Regions from separate parts of the Gossypium hirsutum genome. Here region 1 is linked to region 2. The links are chromatin contacts, called in public Hi-C maps. All regions are on one chromosome and are shown on one strand. Each heading gives the region's core, a stretch centred on a gene start, on an enhancer-like site or on the middle of the called end of the contact. The rest is flanking DNA. Distances are from core to core; before and after follow the strand shown.

The links. A called contact is a pair of places that touch in the nucleus more often than the background predicts.
Region 1: a contact with region 2 is called in a Hi-C map of leaf, with 2.9 times the contacts expected there. The contact joins the promoter of LOC107915004 here to the promoter of LOC107915009 in region 2. A contact is called at or near these places in 5 of 34 Hi-C or Micro-C datasets (callus, hypocotyl, leaf and 1 more).

The regions. Positions count from the first base shown.
Region 1 is chrD10:33,612,168-33,616,148 of Gossypium_hirsutum_v2.1, reverse strand. It overlaps LOC107915004 (bifunctional bis(5'-adenosyl)-triphosphatase/adenylylsulfatase FHIT), which reads right to left and starts at 1,413. Exons shown (of 5, transcript XM_016844096.2): 1 at 1,205-1,413; 2 at 1,011-1,121; 3 at 146-292. The coding sequence starts at 1,327.
Region 2 is chrD10:33,392,473-33,396,193 of Gossypium_hirsutum_v2.1, reverse strand. LOC107915009 reads right to left here and starts at 2,461. Exons shown (of 2, transcript XM_016844099.2): 1 at 2,179-2,461; 2 at 445-730. The coding sequence starts at 2,307. The coding sequence ends at 629.

The DNA of each region.
Region 1 (3,981 bases), core at 164-2,663, 220 kb before region 2:
AATAAAATTAAAAAAGGGCCAACATATAATATGAAAGCAACAATATGATTGAAAAAACAATTTCATCTACTATGACAACACTGAGGCATAAAAACCATATGTACACTTGATCAGAAGTAATATATCAAGTCCCATTCTCTGTTACTTGGATGGTAAAAGTGAGTGATGACGCCTTATGGAAGCACTCAAGTCTTCCACCAATCTTCTGAGCTGTTAGCCATAAATCTTGGGTCTCTTCAACAGTGAGATCAGCAAATCGCTTAACTTCACGCCTTGGGCAGACAAGTACATGTAGACAATGTTAAAGAAACCAAATTCAAGCATGAATGTTCTTTGTACGAATATTCATGGTTTCCTAACAAATGCGATCATAACCATTCCCACTTAGATTAAATAAATGCAGCATATATTTCGAGAACATTTTAGCATGTAATGTTTTGGATATATATAGTTAGAACAATTTTGTCAGACAGTTTCTTTCGCATCTTCCTAAAATTGTTCATGAATTCTACGTACATACAAAAATCCATACATACATATATGGGTGTCTGCATACGTGCCATCAACACTTCGCTGCCCAGGCTGGATGCTTCCTAAAACAAAATTTTTCAGTCGCAAGTTTCCATATGAACAGTTTTAAGACATTGTGTCTTACCAACAAACAATAGGATAAGACAACCCCATCATTAGGATTAAGAAAAAAATCCTCCATGAGTGCTCAATCTCGGAGGTACAGCATGTTTAATATCAAGACTAAATGAGTGTCCTGCGGATTAGTAGTTTATATAAAAGCAGGCATATCAGAAGACAATTTCTAATGATTGGAAAGAAAACTACTCTTCCTATTGGTAGGCCAAAATCATATACATATAACACAAAATGATTGGATTTAAATGCCCGAGTGAAAAAGGATATGACCTGCAAATGAAAAATAAAAGGGGAAATCAACGAAGATTGACAAATGATTGCAGGACAGCGTGGTGGTTGGCAGCTAATTAGAAGAAGTAATTACCAGGAACAACAGGACGGAGGTTGACCATGGCATAGGAAAGGGGGGTGGAGTAGAAGACTTCCTTGGGGTCTATCTTATATGGCCCGAACGAATAGAACTCCGTTGACATCTGCAGGCAACAAACTTATTGTAATACCAATACTTTACTTTTGGGTGCATACCAGTACAACTGGAGTAGGTTTTGGCACTTGCCTTGGCAGGGGAGGCGCCGCCGGACAACGGGATCGTTTGGAAGCCTCTCCTACAAAAATTGATAAAGCAGAAAGGCCCACCCAGACCCAACCCTAGAGGATACAGCAGCTGCAACTTTGTCATTTATTCACTTCCCTGGTCTTTTTAGGTTTTCGTTGGTCATGTTCGATTTGCGTGTGGGACTTACGACTAAATTGTTAAGTTATTAAATTTTCAAATGGCAGCCTCTTTTTTATTTAAGCTAGTTTATGATGATCCCTTGATGTAATTTTAAACGTTTAATATTTAATTAATTTTTAAATATTATATTTTTAATTACTGTAAAATAATTTTTTATTTGAATTATTAAATACAATTAAATTATATTAACTTATCACTTCAAATATTACAATACAAAATTTTCAATAATAATTAAAGTATTTTTATTATATTCAACCTATGTTATAATTTTACTTTATGTAATTAATGCAAAAAAAATTATTGAAAAAAAATTGATTAACCTAATTAACTCTTATATATTAATTAAGTGATAATTAAGATGTTTAGAATTCTATTCAAGCAATAATTCTATTTTACATAAATAAAATTAGCACAAATTTTTTACATCAAAATTTTTAACTAATATTTTAAATTTAATTATAATTATCACAATTTTTTTCATATATTTTATGCTTATAGTTCTATTCAAGTAACCATTCTATTTAAGGGTGAGCAAAACTTGGTTTGATTCGAAAAAATCAATTTTTTTTTTCAAATTTTGAGTTAATCGAATCGAGTTATTCAAGTAAACTCGAATAAGTAATTTGAGTTTCGAGTTTCGAGTTTCGAAGTTCGAGTCGAGTTGAATTTTACAATTTGAATAACTCGAGTAATTTAAATAGCAGATTGGTATAAATACCGCTTTGGTCTCTGTTAATTTTGAAAATGCGCAAATTGATATCTCTCAACAAAAATTACAAAAAAATTAAAATAATTTTAAAAATTCAAAATAATTTTAAAAATTTAAAATATTTATAAAATTCCAAATTTTATATTTTTTCAAAAAATTATGATTTTTTTAAAAAAATTCTAAAGAATATATAAAGAAAGTTAAAAATTTTAAAATTTTCTAAAATAATAATTTTGGGACCTAAATAAGTTAATTAATGATTCAAGTTTATCATAAAGTATCTTATTTTTTATTATTTTCCTTTGAAAATATTTTCAAATATATATGGTTTCAAATTTATGTGCTCTAACATGGAATTAGTTATATTGTAATTTGTAACAAAATTTTAATTTGACATGTTTAATTTTTTTAATTTAACTCGAACAATTTTACTTGATTCAACTCGACTTGAATAACATTTCACTCGACTTGATTTGGAGACTCGGTTCGAAAAAATTTCAAATTGAGTTAGGATGATAAAATATGATTTGCCAACTCGCTTAACTCGAAGTTTTTTCACTCGATTTGACTCAATTCAATCAAACGCTCACCCCTAATTTTATTTTAAAATTAGAATAATATTTTTAACTAATAAGTAGAAATTAAATTTTAATATTTTAAATATGTAATAATTATCACAACTCTGATTAAATTATAATTATTTTTAAATATATAATTATCTCAACTTCTATTTTACTTCATTTTAAAAAAAATGTGAATTTAGTAATATGATGGAAAGTAAAGGGTATTCTCGTCAGTTTAAAAGTTTTTTTAAAACTTGTACTTTTATATATACTAGTTTCTAATGGCGCATGGCGTTGCATGTAATTTCACATGTTTAATTTTTTCTGGATTAAAAATAAATAATAAATAATAAAATATATAACATATTGAATGTAAGTAATGTTTGAAATAAATAATATTTTATAAATAAAAAAGTTGAAAACAATATAGAAATTTAGAACTTGTCACACTAGATTTCCTTTAACTCCGGAAATTAGGAACAATTGAGGGTTAAAATGAAAGAAGCCGTAAATTGGTGGCCCATATTGAAAAATTAGGAAAAGTTAGTAACTGGTTAGAACATGATTGAAATCCAATGCTAGTTCGGTTGGATTAAAACCAGTTGGTTTCGAGACAAAATGATTATCAATGGATGGTTTCTATACGGTTGAAGACTGTGCAAAAATGGCTATAAATAGTTGAGAAGTGAATTCCTAGGGTGAATTCCTCTCAATTTTGTTTCATTCTCTCATCTTCTTCATCTTCTTCCTTGGTTGCTCTGAAGAAGAGATAGCTAAAGAAGCTATGCATGGGACGATGATCAAGAGGTTTAAGTCGGAAAAGTAGAAAATCCAGTGAACTACTAAGACTTTAAATCCTTTGGTGCTCGTAAATTTAAGAAAAAAAGTTAAGTATTTTCAAAAACCTTTGGGTGGTTCTGCATGTTACTGGAAAACTGAGTATTAAGTCAAAATTTCTTAACTTAATCTATGAGTTTTAAGTCCACTAGGACAGTAAACACGTGGACATCTACCAAGACATTAAATATGAGATTATAGGTGTAAGACCATAGCTCAGCTATGGTAGCATATGGAGTCCGCCAGGACGATAAATGTAGGTGGTCCGCCAGGCTGTGAATATGGAAAATCACGCCGAAAATAGGAAAAAGTATAGAAATAGGAAGATTCTACCAAGATGTTAAACAAGAAGGCCGGTAAGGAATAGGGTAATAACCTAACTAGAATTAGTTATGGGAATGACGAGTCGTAATTGACCTGTATATGGGTAAATGAAAGAGGACTTACCCGTAGATCAAAGGTAAGGATCTATCATTAAAGGCCACAAG
Region 2 (3,721 bases), core at 1,212-3,711:
CCTCCACTACTTAAAAAATGAGCAAATTAGTCCATGTACATTAGATCAAAGTGCAAATTGATCATTCTGTTAAAAATTTCATCAATTTTTGTTGTTAAAAAGCATGAGACGCATGTGGCACGTCACATATCAATCTAGTTATTTCGTCAACCACGCCAATTTTTAACAGTCAAATGGATAAAATTTTAACAGAAATGACCAATTTGCTTTTTAATCTAATATACATGAATTAGGTTACCTATTTTTTATTAGAGAGGACAAAATACAATCTGACTCCTAGTAACAAGAGCCTCCTTAATACTTTTACCTTCAAGAGAGGACTTAATTCTATGAGTCTCTTAAATAAGGTAACTATATCATCCAAAGCCAACATATCCAAGTTCTGAGTAACATAGGCACAATCTTAACTAGCATTTTATTAGTAAATCAGTGTGGATTCCATGCTAAGCCAGCAAAAGAACAAACTTAGTTATAAAATTATGATCATTAATGTTAAACAAACCAGACTATCTTTTCCTGATGAAAAGACCACAATAGTTATTATAGCATATCACAAATGCTGGTTTGCTGGAACAGTAACAGGAATAATTGTCAAAGCTACATAGATCACTTACACCACTAAAGATCATCAATGGTTGTTTCTCTTCCTAGCTAGCTCCCGAGCCATCTCCCTTAATTCCTCCGGCGATGGAGGTCGTGGTCCCTCTGGAGGATACACTATATACGAACGCTTCACATTAAAGGAAAACAGAAGTCATTTAGGCTCGAATAAGAAATCATTTCGTACCAAGGAAAACAGGTAGACTTGAAATCCTTAACAAGAGAATGGACGCTAATTGAATAACTAAAAGGGTAAACTACACCATTAGTCACTAAATTATGAGTAAATTTTCGTTTTGATCACTTAACTAAAAAAAAGTTACAATTTACTCATTGAACTGTTCAAAAGTTTTCATTTAAGTCATTGAGCTATTAAAATCGATACTCAGTGGCTTTCTTTGTTTACACTGCTTGCACTAATAAAAAACCCTCTTTCCACTTCTCTTTTATAGTTCAATTTTTTTTTCATTAAACAGCTTTGGACGTCACGGATCTATGAACCAAAAATCAAACAACTTTTTTCTCTAATCTCTAACATTGACCATCAAATTGAATTGGATCTAAGGTATATTATCCTACTTGTCGATAGGTACTGATCTACCGTACCGATTGTCGAATCGTCACTTGGAGCTCACTGATAGAACTTTTAAAAAAGAAAAGATAATAGTTCAGCGACTTAAATAAAAACTTTTAAATAGTTCAGTGACTTAAATAAAAACTTTCAAATAGTTCAATAACTAAATTATAACTTTTTTTAGTTAAGTGACCAAAACGAAAACTTAATTAAATTTAATGACTAATGATATAGTTTACCCTAACTAAAATCTGCAAATAGGCAGATATATAACATAACTAACCTTTATAGAGCATCAATATGATTCATGTAAGAAAAAACAAATCGTAGAATAAACCTATACTAGAAAATCACAGTTCTCAACATTCCAATCTACAGGCGATGTTGAAATACAGAATTCCTATTTATTGCCAGACCAAAACAAGTTATCTAACCGGTTATCAAATTACAAAGAGATTCTTTTTATAATTTAACAAGAACAGGGTTAATAGGATCCCTGCATATATATTTTTTAAGTTGATTAGCATGAGCATATCACAGAAAAAATAACAAAACCACAGCATAAAAACATGACACAACATAAAAAGTAACATGAAAACGAATATCTCGAAATCTATATAATACAAACTTTTAGCATATCAATTTTGTATAAGTATAAAGTATGTTAAACATGATTATATTGCAGAAAATACATGATCATAGATACAGAAGATCTAATTGCATTCTTCCATTTACTTTATGAACCAACAAACCAAGTTACCAAAACACTGCTTTCTTACAAATACCTATTGCCACAATCCAGAATGTTCAGTTATAAAGAGGCCCAAATTTCAAAAAAGTTCGAATGAGTATTAAACTTTGTTCCAATTTCAAGCCTAATCCAGATATAAAAAAAACTCTCAATCTGTCACAGAGTTCAACGAGTCAGACAAATCCGACCAACTAAAAATTTGAAAAGAAAAAAGATACAACACAAAGAGAAGAAGAGATAAAAGAGAGTATACATTTCCCATAAATTTCTGGAGATTCTTGGTGTTGTTGGCGAAAGTGTACATAAGAACGATAGGGATCGTAACATAGAGACCGAATTTGGCGATTTCAAGAACACCCTTTGAAGTGCCTAAAGAAGACATTCTCCTTTTCACTTTCCACAGAGACAAAAAATTGATGGGAATTCGCGAGGAGAGTGAAAACTTTTGCAAAGTTGCCCTTCATACATCTCAAAATTTGTGAGGCTGAAACCTTGGATACGTAATATGGGAAGATGCCCGGTTCTGGGCTCTTCTTTCGACAGAAAATATCTTAATGGGCTCATAGCTCCTAAAATAATGCCCTAACAACAAACATGGATCTCTTTGATCTTTTCTAGATATTTACTTTAGCAGACTTGAGGCTTATTGCATGTTAAAGTCCCCACACCTTTGCTAGCATGGTTGTTATTTGAAGTGATTTGAATAATTAACGGGAATCTGTGGTGATTAAAGGTACTCATGCTCGGGTCAGGCTAGGTTTAAACAAACATGGATCTCTTTGATCTTTTTTAGATATTTACTTTAGCAGACTTGAGGCTTATTGCATGCTAAAGTCCCCACACCTTTGCTAGCACGGTTGTTATTTGAAGTGCTTTGAATAATTAACGGGAATCTGTGGTTATTAGATGTGCTCATGGCCGGGTCGGCCCGGGTTTGAGCTTAAATATGATATTAACATACTTTATGTTTACTTAAGTTTGGCCTGACCCGAAATTTTGGCTTAAAATTTTCTCTAAACTCGCCCATATTTGTAAAAGGTTAACTCAAGCCCATTTTAAGCTCACCCATATTATTATTTAATTTTTTAAAAATAAATATTTATTTTATTTTATTTTAATATTTAATAATTTTATACAATTTTTTATTTATTGAATTTTTTTATAATCATCTTAACATTGTTTTAATGTTTACATTAGAGTAGTATTATATATTTAGTATAGGTTTATTTTTTTAATGTGTTCTAATATATAAAAATAAAATAATATAAAGTATTATAAACTTAAAATGGCTCGGGTCGGGCCGAGATTGGGCCTTAAATGTTCAAACTCAAGCCCAGTCTATATTTCAAAACGGGCCTAATTTTTTTATCCAAGCCCATTTTTCAGGCTTAATTTTTTTGCCCAAACCCACCTAAATTTCGGACGGGCCTTCAGGTTTGGGCAGGTAGCCTGGCCCATGAACATGTCTAATGGTGATAAGGTATTGGTTAATTTTGAATAGCAGGAACCATTTTGTTCTAAAATATATAGAATGACTATGTCGAGTCAACTTGGTAACCATCAAGTTGAAAAAGTATGCATGCATTTGGAGGAAATTTTAATAAAACCTCATGAGAAAATTGAAAAACGAAAAGAAAGCTTAAAAGAAAGTTTCTTACAAATTATAGGCAAGATTCTTTCTAGCAATTTCTTAGTTCCAAACATCATGAATTGTTGGTAAAGTAATACACTATTGAATTTGTGCATCTCATGATGAAATGTGGAGATTGAAGAGCAAATGATCACTTGGTATCTTG